2 separate regions of the Urocitellus parryii genome follow, and region 1 is linked to region 2. Evidence: chromatin contacts called from public Hi-C data. All regions are on one chromosome and are shown on one strand. The core of a region is the stretch at or near the end of the contact, and the rest is flanking DNA. Distances in the headings are between cores, read along the strand shown.

Region 1 (5,194 bases), core at 240-2,739, 150 kb after region 2:
TGACTGACATTAGCAGTTGGGCCCTACCACCCTGCAGATTAAACATGCCCGAGAGAGTCCCTTGCCACACACCCCTTAGTCTTTCTGCAAAAGGAGAAAAGGATAGTTGTGCACTGAGACCCCCTGAGTGCCATAAAGCATATAAGGCTGGGGCTTTCTGGGAATCTGAGGCAGCATGAAGATCCCCCTTCAATCCCTGATTCTTGTAATCATGCCAAAAAAATTTTCAAGACATGTTGCTAAGAGTAGCAGGCATGAGTTTATTAGAAAGGACAGGAAAGGGGAAAGGAAGACACTCTCAAGGGAGAGAGTGGGTCCTCTCAAGAGAGGGGACAGCCCACCTCTCTTACTCTCCGGTTTTATTGGGTGGGGGGAGTGTCCTAGAGTGTCTTTAGAGTTCTGCCCAGGTCCACCTCTTGACTTTTGAGTGACAGCAGGATGACATCAGATTTTTTTTTTTTTTAATATATTTTTAGTTTTTAGTTCTCGGCGGACACAACATCTTTGTTGGTATGTGGTGCTGAGGATCGAACCCGGGCCGCACGCATGCCAGGCGAGTACGCTACCGCTTGAGCCACATCCCCAGCCCACGACATCAGATTTTCAAGTCCCCACTACCATGACAACTCTAGGTCACTTTGGCCCAGGCTGACCAGTTCTAATTGGACCTTGTTCTTAATGGTTTCACGATCAGGGGGGTGATCCTCATCTCCCTGAGTTCTGGAATCTGGTCTGTGTAAGGGTCACAGTGTGTCTCCCCACTCCCTCGCTGCCTGGGTAACATGTGCTCTTAACTGCATTTCCCGGGCCTGCTTTTCTCCTGCAGATGACAGATTGTTTGGGGAGGAATGTAACATATCTTGGGGACTTAAGACAGGCAGGGCTGCAGGCAAATTGCTTTTTAAAAGTGAAAACGTGGGGGTCAGCACAGGGGACCCAGTTTTAGAATGATTCCCTTGGCCTCATGTTTCCGCCCATCACGTCTCTTTGTCCCCTATCACTAGGGTTTTTTCATTTGGGGGCAGATACTGGGGATTGAACTCAGGGGCACTCGGCCACTGACCCCCATCCCCGGCCCTATTTCGTATTTTATTTAGAGAGAGGGTCTCACTGAGTTGCTTAGCACCTCCATTTGCTGAGGCTGGCTTAGAACTCACGATCCGATCCTCCAGCTTCAGCCTCAGGCCAGTCACTAGGGGTTTTGCAGGGGCCTCTACTACTATTCCTGAGGGATTAGTGAGTGGCCGGGAGACAGGGTGCCCGGCCCCAGGAGCAAAAGCTCTGCTCTTCATTTCTGCTTCTCTCCCTCCAGTCTTCCTTTCTTCCTCCAGGTCTCTCCCTCCCTCCACCTCCTCCCTCTCCTTCCCTCCCTCTCTCCCGCTCCTCCCGGTCCAGCTCCGCCCACCGCACGCGCTTCCCCGCGTCGGTGTGAAAACCCGGGCCGGAGCGCCGGCAGGACGGGATCTGCGCATGCGCAGAGGGGCGCCGCTCGGCCCCAGTCGGAAGCGCCAGCCGTGAGCCGGGGGAGCGGCCGCCGAGGCAGCTCGGCCCGCTGCCCGTCAGGCCGTTGGCTCCTGCTCCGGCCCGGGCCACCGGCTGCGTAAGTGCGAAGCGGGGGGCTCCGGGTCAGGGAGTCGGCCGGCCCGGGGAGGGCGCGTGTGGCGGCCGCGCAGCCGCCGTGGCCTCGCGGAGGGGCTGGCCAGCTCACACCTGCCCGGCCGGGTCTGCCCACCTGCCCCGGGTCGCCGCCCCGCCCGGCTGCGATCGGCCCCGCTGGCGGCCCCGGTGCCCGTGTGCCCTGCGCGCACCTGTCCCGGGCCGTGTCCACGCCCGCGGCAGACTCCGGCCGCACCTGTCCGGTCCCGGGCCGCACCTGCCGCTGGGCCGGGCCTGGGCGCGCCGGGTCCGCGCGGTGCCCGCCGCCTCCGTTGGGTGCCCTCGGGCTGGCGCTCCCGGTGCGGGCGGCGACACGCCCCTCGCCCCGGGACCCGCCGCGCTCCTGAAGTCGGCTGCGGGAGGAGCGCCTCGAACCCTCCCTGCAACTCTCGCTTGTGCTTGTGCGGGTGCAGCCGTGGGGCAGGAAAGTGTCACTCCGCGCTGGCCTGTGATCGCCTCTGTCAGTGTCCCCTCCGCCCGCTCACCTTCCCGACCACGTAAATGCCACCATCCCCCCTTTTTTGTGATACTGGGTACTTAACCCAGGGGCATTCTACCAATCAGCTGCACTCACTTTGAGACAGGTTCTCCTAAATTGTTGAGGCTGGCCTTGAACTTGCCATCCTCTTGCCTTGGCCTCCAGAGTAGCTGGGATTACAAGCATGCACCACCTTATGCGTCCATAAAAGCCTTTCAACTGGAAGTTTTCTGGTATTAGGATGCAGTGTGTTGTCTTCACATGTTTTTGTGGAGAGGGAAATTAAAATGCTGAAAGCAGGGCTCTGTTCATTTCATAATGAGCTGGAGGTTTGAGGCTATGACTGAAACCCACCCCACCCCCTCATTTAAACCAGTGACTGCTCATTTCTAAAAAGCACAGTAGCTACTTCCTGGGCTAGCTTTATTAATATTTGAAACAGAAGCACCAGCCTCACCATGTTGGAGACCTAAGAATGTTGCAGTACTACAGATTTGTCAAGATTTTGTTATGTTTTAAAAATTACAGAGTAGACTAGTAGTGGAGAAGGAAAAATAATTGTCAAGACCCCCCCCCCCCCCCCAGTGTTGAGAATTGGTCCCAGGACCTCAGGCATGCCAGGCAAGCACTTTACTATAATCTACATCCCCAACTGGTTTTAAAAATTTTTGAGACATGGTCTGGCTAAATTGCTAGAAGTTGTGATCCTCCTGTCTTGGCCTCCTGAGTATCTGAGATTACAGGCATGCAGCCAGGCTCAGGAAATGTTTAAAAAATGACAACTTTATTGATAAATCCTTTACCTAGCAGAAAACCTGCTTGTTTAAGTGTATTTTCCAGATATTTTCAATATATTTACCATTGCGCAACCACTACCATTCCAGAACATTTTCCATCATCCCAGAAAGAAGCTCCACATCTGTTTGCAGCCCTTTCTCATCCCCCTGCTCCCCACTCCCCACAGCCACTGATTTGTTTTGTGTCTATGGATTTGCACGTTCTGGCCGTTTCATATTAGTGCCATACGTGTTGTTTGTGTCTGGCTTCTTTCAGCATAAATCATCCACGTTTTAGCAAGTGTCAATACTTTGTGCTTTTCTGTGGCTGAAAAACATCCCATGGCATGGATAGACCATCTTTTGTGTGTCTGCTTGGCACAATGCTCATCTGATTTGTTTCCTCACTTTGGCTAATTTGAATGTTGCTGCTATGTACAAGGTTTTGACCTGCGGGGACACATTTTCAGATCTCTTGGGTACATACCTGGGAATAGAATGATAGTTTTCTAGCAACTCTGTTTCACTCTTTGAGAAGCTACCATGCTGAACAAATCCATTTTGATGTCTTCATAGTTTCGCTAGCTTTGTCCCGGACATTGTCTGCCTGGTATTGGGCTATGTTCCATTAGATCCCCTGGAAGGAGGCAGTAGGGAGGCCGGGCTGGAGCCTGAGCTCCAGTTTGCCAGTGTGGAGCAGGACCAGAGCAGGCTATGAGGCTGGGCTTCCCATGTGAGCCTGAAGGTGACTTGCACCTACCCCAGGGGTGTTGTGAAGTCTGAAGTGTGAAAAGTTGTCCACAATTTTAGTATACTTCCTGTTCTCAGCTTCTCTAAGACCTCCTGCTTCTTGGGTCAGAGGCATGGTTTGAATCTGAGACAGATTTTTATGGGAAGTTTGCTGTGGTCCTAAGAAGCTTCAGGGACAACTTTTGCTGAGGTGGTGTGCCAGGACATGGGTGTGTCCCCTCCTGTGTTTCTCTGTGCCCAGTTACAAGTGGAAGGGACCCTGAAGAGGACCTGGTTTGTAGGTAAAATCCCAAAGGTTAGAGGGTTGATAATTGGGTTGCTTGTTTTTGTTTTTGCTCAGATAGGATAACAGAGAGACACGCAGCCACTATGTACTCTCATCATCGTTTCATAAAAATGAGATTTTTATTTTTTTTGAGATGGTCTTGCTGTGTTGCCCATGCTGGTCTTGAACTCTCGGGTTCAAGCGATCCCCCCACCACAGCCTTCCAAGTGCTAGGATGACAGGCATACCCTGATGTGTGCTGCTAAGAATGTTTTAACACCAAAAAAGAAAGAAGTTACCCTAAAAAGAAATGATGATCATAAGGTGGGCACAGTGGTGCACGCCTGTAATCCCAGTGGCTGGGGAGGCTGAGGCAGGAGGATCACAAGTTCAAAGCCAGCCTCAGCAATGGCAAGGCACTAAGCAACTCAGAGAGACCCTGTCTCTAAATAAAATACAAAAAAGGCCTGGGGATGTGGGTCAGTGGTCGAGTGCCCCTGAGTTCAATCCCCAGTATAAAAAAAAAAATCATGGTCATAGTTATTGTTCACAAGGCACTTATTAGGTTTGCTTAAGTTTTATAAAAAAGAGCATACATTCCTATTTTTCTCATTTTTCTACAGAGGAGAGGAACTGAACACTCCCCTAACCAGACCCGTGTTGAATGCCAGTGTCCCCCTGTCTTCAGGCAGAACGGCATCTACAGCACACGTGACTTGTGAGTCCTCACTTTTGCTCCTTGGAGAGGGTACGGTGGGAGGAGCCGCAGGGCAGAGGAGGACTGTGGTTCTCCATGCAGCAGCTGGTTGCATGCTAGAGTATAAGCTCTTTGAATTTAGACTTTCTTCCTTTTTTTAACTCTTGAAAATTTTGAAAAATATAACATCAAATATATAATGTTTGAACACATGACCTATGTATAATATTTGAAATACATATTTTTAATTCATTTAAAAAATATTGTAGATATTGTAGATGGATACAATACCTTTATTTTGGATTGAACATGCTAGGCAAGCACTCTAACCACTGAGACACAATCCCAGCCCCCATATTTTTAATTCTTAAAAGATTTTGGAATATACATAAAACACGTAATGCTTATGTACAGTTTTTAAAAAATATCTTTAATTAATTAATTAATTTTTATGTGGTGCTGAGGATCGAACCCAGGGCCTCACCTGTGCTAGGCGAGCGCTCTGCCATTGAGCCCCAGCCCCAGCCCCCTTATGGACAGTTTTGAGGCTAACCACACAAATCCTCTGTACC
Region 2 (4,646 bases), core at 383-2,882:
GGCCCAGGGCTGTGCACCATATCAGCTCTGCCCATCATTCTGACGCTTACAGATATCTGTCTTGTTTTTCTGTGGATTTTTAAAATTTAATAACACATTAAACAATGTAGTTTAACTTAAGGGTTATTAGAACTTTATGAATGGAGCCGGGCAGAATGCCTACAGCCTCAGTGTGCTGAGACTCATCTGTGTCGCTGTATGTGCTGCAGTGGGTTCTCTTTAATAGCTGGATTCCATTCTAGCAGAGGCTTGATTTCTCATTGTACTGCTAGTGGGTACCCAGGAACCCCAGCAGTGTTCAGTCCTGGCTGTGTGAGCAGCACTGCATCCCATCCAAGATTCTTGAAGCACAGAAACCCATTTTTATCATGATGCTTTTTGTGGTTGCTGTTGTTTGTTTGAGGTGGGGTCTCCCTGTGGTGCCCAGGCGGGTCTCATCTCTTGGGCTCAAGAGATCCTCCCACCTCAGCCTCCTGTGCAGCTGGGACCATAGGCCACCACCTATCGCTATGATGATCCATTAGTATCATCCACTGTGAAGACTTAGGTCCCCCTTTTCCGTTTACCTGGAGGAGAGTGGTACTTTCCCTGCACTAACTTTGGGCCTTCCTTGAGGACTGCAAGTAACTAACAAACCTACTTGACCTCTTGGCAAGCAGGACACCTGTTTATCTTTTGACCTGGATCCTCAACACTGGGCATTGCACCCCACAAGCTGATAACACCTGTTTACAGGACAAGGGAAGGGGTTGGCACGGATGTTGAAAGATGATGAGCCAGTCTGGGTTTTATTTCCCCTTCTGTCTTCTAATCACCAATTAGGGGAGAAAACAGGAAACCACTGTCCGGCTTCTGCTGGACTCAGAGGCAAATGAAGGACCAAGAGTATTTGGGTTGGAGGAAAAACGGAAGCCAGCAATTGGGGAAGGTACAGAAATGCCCAAAAGGAGTATGAGGGAGGTCCATGAGGTCCGCAGGGCAAAGAGAGTGTGTTTGGATGCTCTGACCGGGGAGAGGGAGTGGTATTTGATCTGATCCTTGACAACTGTGAAAATTTACCAAAGACTGACTACTTTTTAAGTGCTTTATGCGGATTATCTGGGTGCTCGGACGCGCCGGGAGGTGGCAGTGTAGTCGCGTGCTAGGGCCGAGCTGCGCTCAAGTTCAAGCTCCGGGTCGGCAGAAGCTTCGCATTTGTTAATAACTTAAAGAGCCAGGCCGCGAGCTGGGGCCGGCTGCGCGGGCAGCCAGCGGACCCAGCGCCGCTCCGGCCTGCAGAGCTCTCCCCACGCGGCGAGGGACGGTCCCGCCCGGCGGCCCGGGCGCGCCCGCAGGGGCCCGGGCGGAGTCCCGCCGCGCCGCCCCCCGCTCCCCCGGGGCCTCGGGTCGCCGCGTCAGGCCGGCCCCGGGCTCCCCACCGCCCGGCCGAGGCCCCCGCCCGCCGCGCCGCGCCCGCCCCGCCCGCCCCGCGCGCCCGGCCCCGCCCCGCCCAGGCCCCGCCCCGCGCCCGCCCCCGCCGCCGCCCCGCCCCCGCCCCTCCCCCGCCCGCCGCCTCCGCCCGCCGCCGGCCGCGTCGGGTAAACCTGTTTGGCGACGCGGCCGCGCCGGGGCGGATCGTGCGGCCGGCGGCTCCCTCGCGGCTCGCGGCGTCGGGGCCCGTGGCGCGGCGGCCGGCCCTCGGCCCCGGAGCCCTCGGCGGCGCCACCATGTACTCGGGAGCCGGCCCCGGTGAGTGCTCGCGCGGCGGCGGCGGGCGGCGGGCGGGGGTCCGGCGGGGCGGGGCCGGGGTCCTCCGTCGTCGCCGTCCGGCCTGCTCGGCGCGGCCCCGGGCCCGCGCGGCCTGCGTCCTGCGCTCGGGCCTGCGCCCCGGCGGCCGCGCGCCTAGGCCCGGCCGGCGCCCACCGCCCGCCCGGCCGAGGGTCGCGGCCCGGGCGGGCGGCGGGCGGCGGGCGTCGCCGGCGGCTCTGTGGGCCGCCCCTCCTAGGCCCCGGCTCGGAGGGGAGTGGGAGGCGGCCCCCCCCTGGCGGGGCCGGGCCCGGGGCTGGCCGGGAGGCGCCCGCTGGCCGGGCCGCGGCTCATTCTCATTCCAGACACGCGGCTGGTGCGAGTGCTAATTGCCTCGTACGAGGTGCTAGGAGAGGTGGGGGGACGTGTCGGTGTCCTCAGCACCCCTCGACTACTCTGCCTCTCTCCTTGGAAAAGTTCCAAAAAACTTAAACCCATAAACATTTTTTTTCTTTTTCGTTTCCAATGCAGAGTAGTGGGGCCGTTTACTTGCTGGGCCGAGAAAACGGTCAAGTGCTCCACGGCTTTTTTGCCTTCTCCCGCCAGGCACGTGGCTCCTAAATTTCCCGGCACTTGGACCGGGCACTGCCTGCTCCCCTTTGTCCGCCACGCTCCAGCCTGCCGCCTGTCCACCTGGTCCACGGCTAGGTGGTTCACGTCCCCGGTCTCTCCAGACCTGCTCCAGATTGTAAGGTCTAGAAGCCTGCCCCATCCACTCAGGTCCCTAAATGGTGGCCCCACGGCTGTGTCTGTACACAATTAGCTCTGTGCTTTGTGAATTCTGAGCAGCTTTTTTTTTTTTTTTTTTTTTCCCCTGATGTCACTTAGCTGAGCCCAGGCTCTCTGACCAACTTTTAAACCCTCAGGGGCCCTCAACAGTTTGACTGATGAATGGTTTAACCTGCACCTAGAAGGTGCCACAGACCTGTGGCGAATGCTGGCCTCTGGAGATCCTGGCAGTCAGCCCCCTAACTGTGAAGTGGGCTGGGCAGCCCCTGCCCTGTAATGTGAGAATCTTCTAGAGCAGAGTTACAAAGGAACCCAGCAGATGTGAGTCATGAAGCTGTACATTTTTTCAGATGATCAGTTTTAAAGTTGAAGGCCCAGAAAATGTGAGGAACCTTGAGGAAGGTCAGGCTTCTGCCTTGTTTTATGTGTTGATGGTTCAGCTTGTTGAAATTGGTGGAGCGCCTTCATTTTGAAGGCAGGCAGCAGAGGCTCAGAGAGGTTAAGAACTCTGCCAAGGTCATGGAGCCAGGAGCATTAGAACAATCTGCCTGGCTCCACTCCTGAGCTGATTTTCTGAACCCTCCTTACAGAAAGTGGCTCTCAGTCCCTTTTGACCTTGACCCACAATAAAAAATACCTGTTAAGTCTAGGCTAGACTAGGCCATGCTGCGTACTTGTAACTGAAATGAGAACTTCAGGAAGTGGCATTGAGGCTGCTTGCTATGTGTACCTGCGCCAGGCTGTTGACTTGTCTATGGAACACTGCTTGAAGATGGCTTCTGTGCTGTGGGCTTCTGCTTGGTGGCCTAGCGGGGACACCCTTTAGCCAGCTTTCATGGGGAAAATAAATGTCTGCAGGATAATTCCTAGCTAATGGCTGGACAGGATTGAGCCCAAGCTCCAGGTGTACAAGCGTGCTGTAATTATGCGGTTCAGTTTTTTTTTTTTTTCTACCCAAGCTTTTAATTTTGTTTAAAAGGAAATTTTTGGAATAGAATCTCTTCAGTGAGACTCTTTCTAATATTTTGTTTCCTAATTTAGAATCCTAATTGCATCTGAATTGTAGAAAAGTTACAGATAGTTCTGCTACTTCCAATTGTTATAGACTTACTAAGCAACTTGTAAATTAATTTTAAAAATAAAGTTCACAGTAGGTTTATATTATTATGCCTGTTACAAAAAAATACTGTTACCTATGTGAAACTGAAATTTGGATTCCAAAGTTAGGAATGTTACTGTTTCTTAATTTTTCTGAACTATTGAAAAGAGTGAGGATAGGTGGATTTTGCATTGACCCTGAAACTTCATAGATCAATCAATTAGTTGTGGGCTCCCCTGGCCCCCCAGTACTGGGGATTGAAGCTGGAGGCCTGTGCCTATTAGGCAAGTGCTCTACCACTGAGCTATATCCCCAGTCCCACATATTTTCCAATTAATTAATTAATTTGTACTGGGGATTAAAAACTCAGGGACACTAGACCACTGAGTCACATTCCCAGCCCAATTTTGTGTTTTATTTAGAGACAGGGTCTCACTGAATTGCTTAGCACCCTCACTTTTGCTGAGGCTGGCTTTGAACTTACAATCCTCCTGCGTCTGCCTCTTGAGCTGCTGGGATTACAGCATGTGCCACCACGCCCGGCTTTATTTTTTATTTTGAGAGGGACTTGGTAGGTTGCCCAGCTGACTGGGAACTCTTGATCCTCCTGCTTTGGTGGCTGGGAATACACCCATGTGCCACCTGAATGCTACCCACCTTGCCGCCCATTTAAAGATCTTAAATAGTATCTAAAGGATTATTTCCTCCAATGGGGTGGTTTTCTGAGGATTTTGCCTAATGTTATACCCCTTGTGGGTTTGCTACAAAGTAATCTCTGTGACACCTAATTCCTAGTGAGAGTTGTCTAAATAGGATCTTGACTTTGAAAATACCTGGCTTTCATTGGTAATTTCTGGTACACTTAATTCTCTCTAAACCCCATTTCTCCGTGACTCCGAGTTGTCCAGTTGTCCCAGCAAGGATTCGAGCAGCTCTCCCAGTGATGGTGCCTGTTTACCATGGCAGTGCCTCCACCTGGGCCAGGAGGCATGGTAGCATGGCTCTGCATTGTAGTCTTCCTTCCCCTAACTGC

What was found. Hi-C and Micro-C count contacts between places; a contact is called where the count stands out from the background.
Region 1: a Hi-C map of muscle shows a contact between it and region 2, with 8 times the contacts expected there. The contact joins the promoter of Trappc9 here to the promoter of Ago2 in region 2. A contact is called at or near these places in 2 of 2 Hi-C or Micro-C datasets (liver and muscle).

Annotation. Positions count from the first base shown.
Region 1 is chr7:3,414,619-3,419,812 of mUroPar1.hap1, forward strand. It overlaps Trappc9 (trafficking protein particle complex subunit 9), which reads left to right and starts at 1,490. Exons shown (of 24, transcript XM_077800373.1): 1 at 1,490-1,600; 2 at 4,549-4,643.
Region 2 is chr7:3,261,835-3,266,480 of mUroPar1.hap1, forward strand. Ago2 (argonaute RISC catalytic component 2) reads left to right here and starts at 1,633. Exons shown (of 19, transcript XM_026403026.2): 1 at 1,633-1,728. The coding sequence starts at 1,707.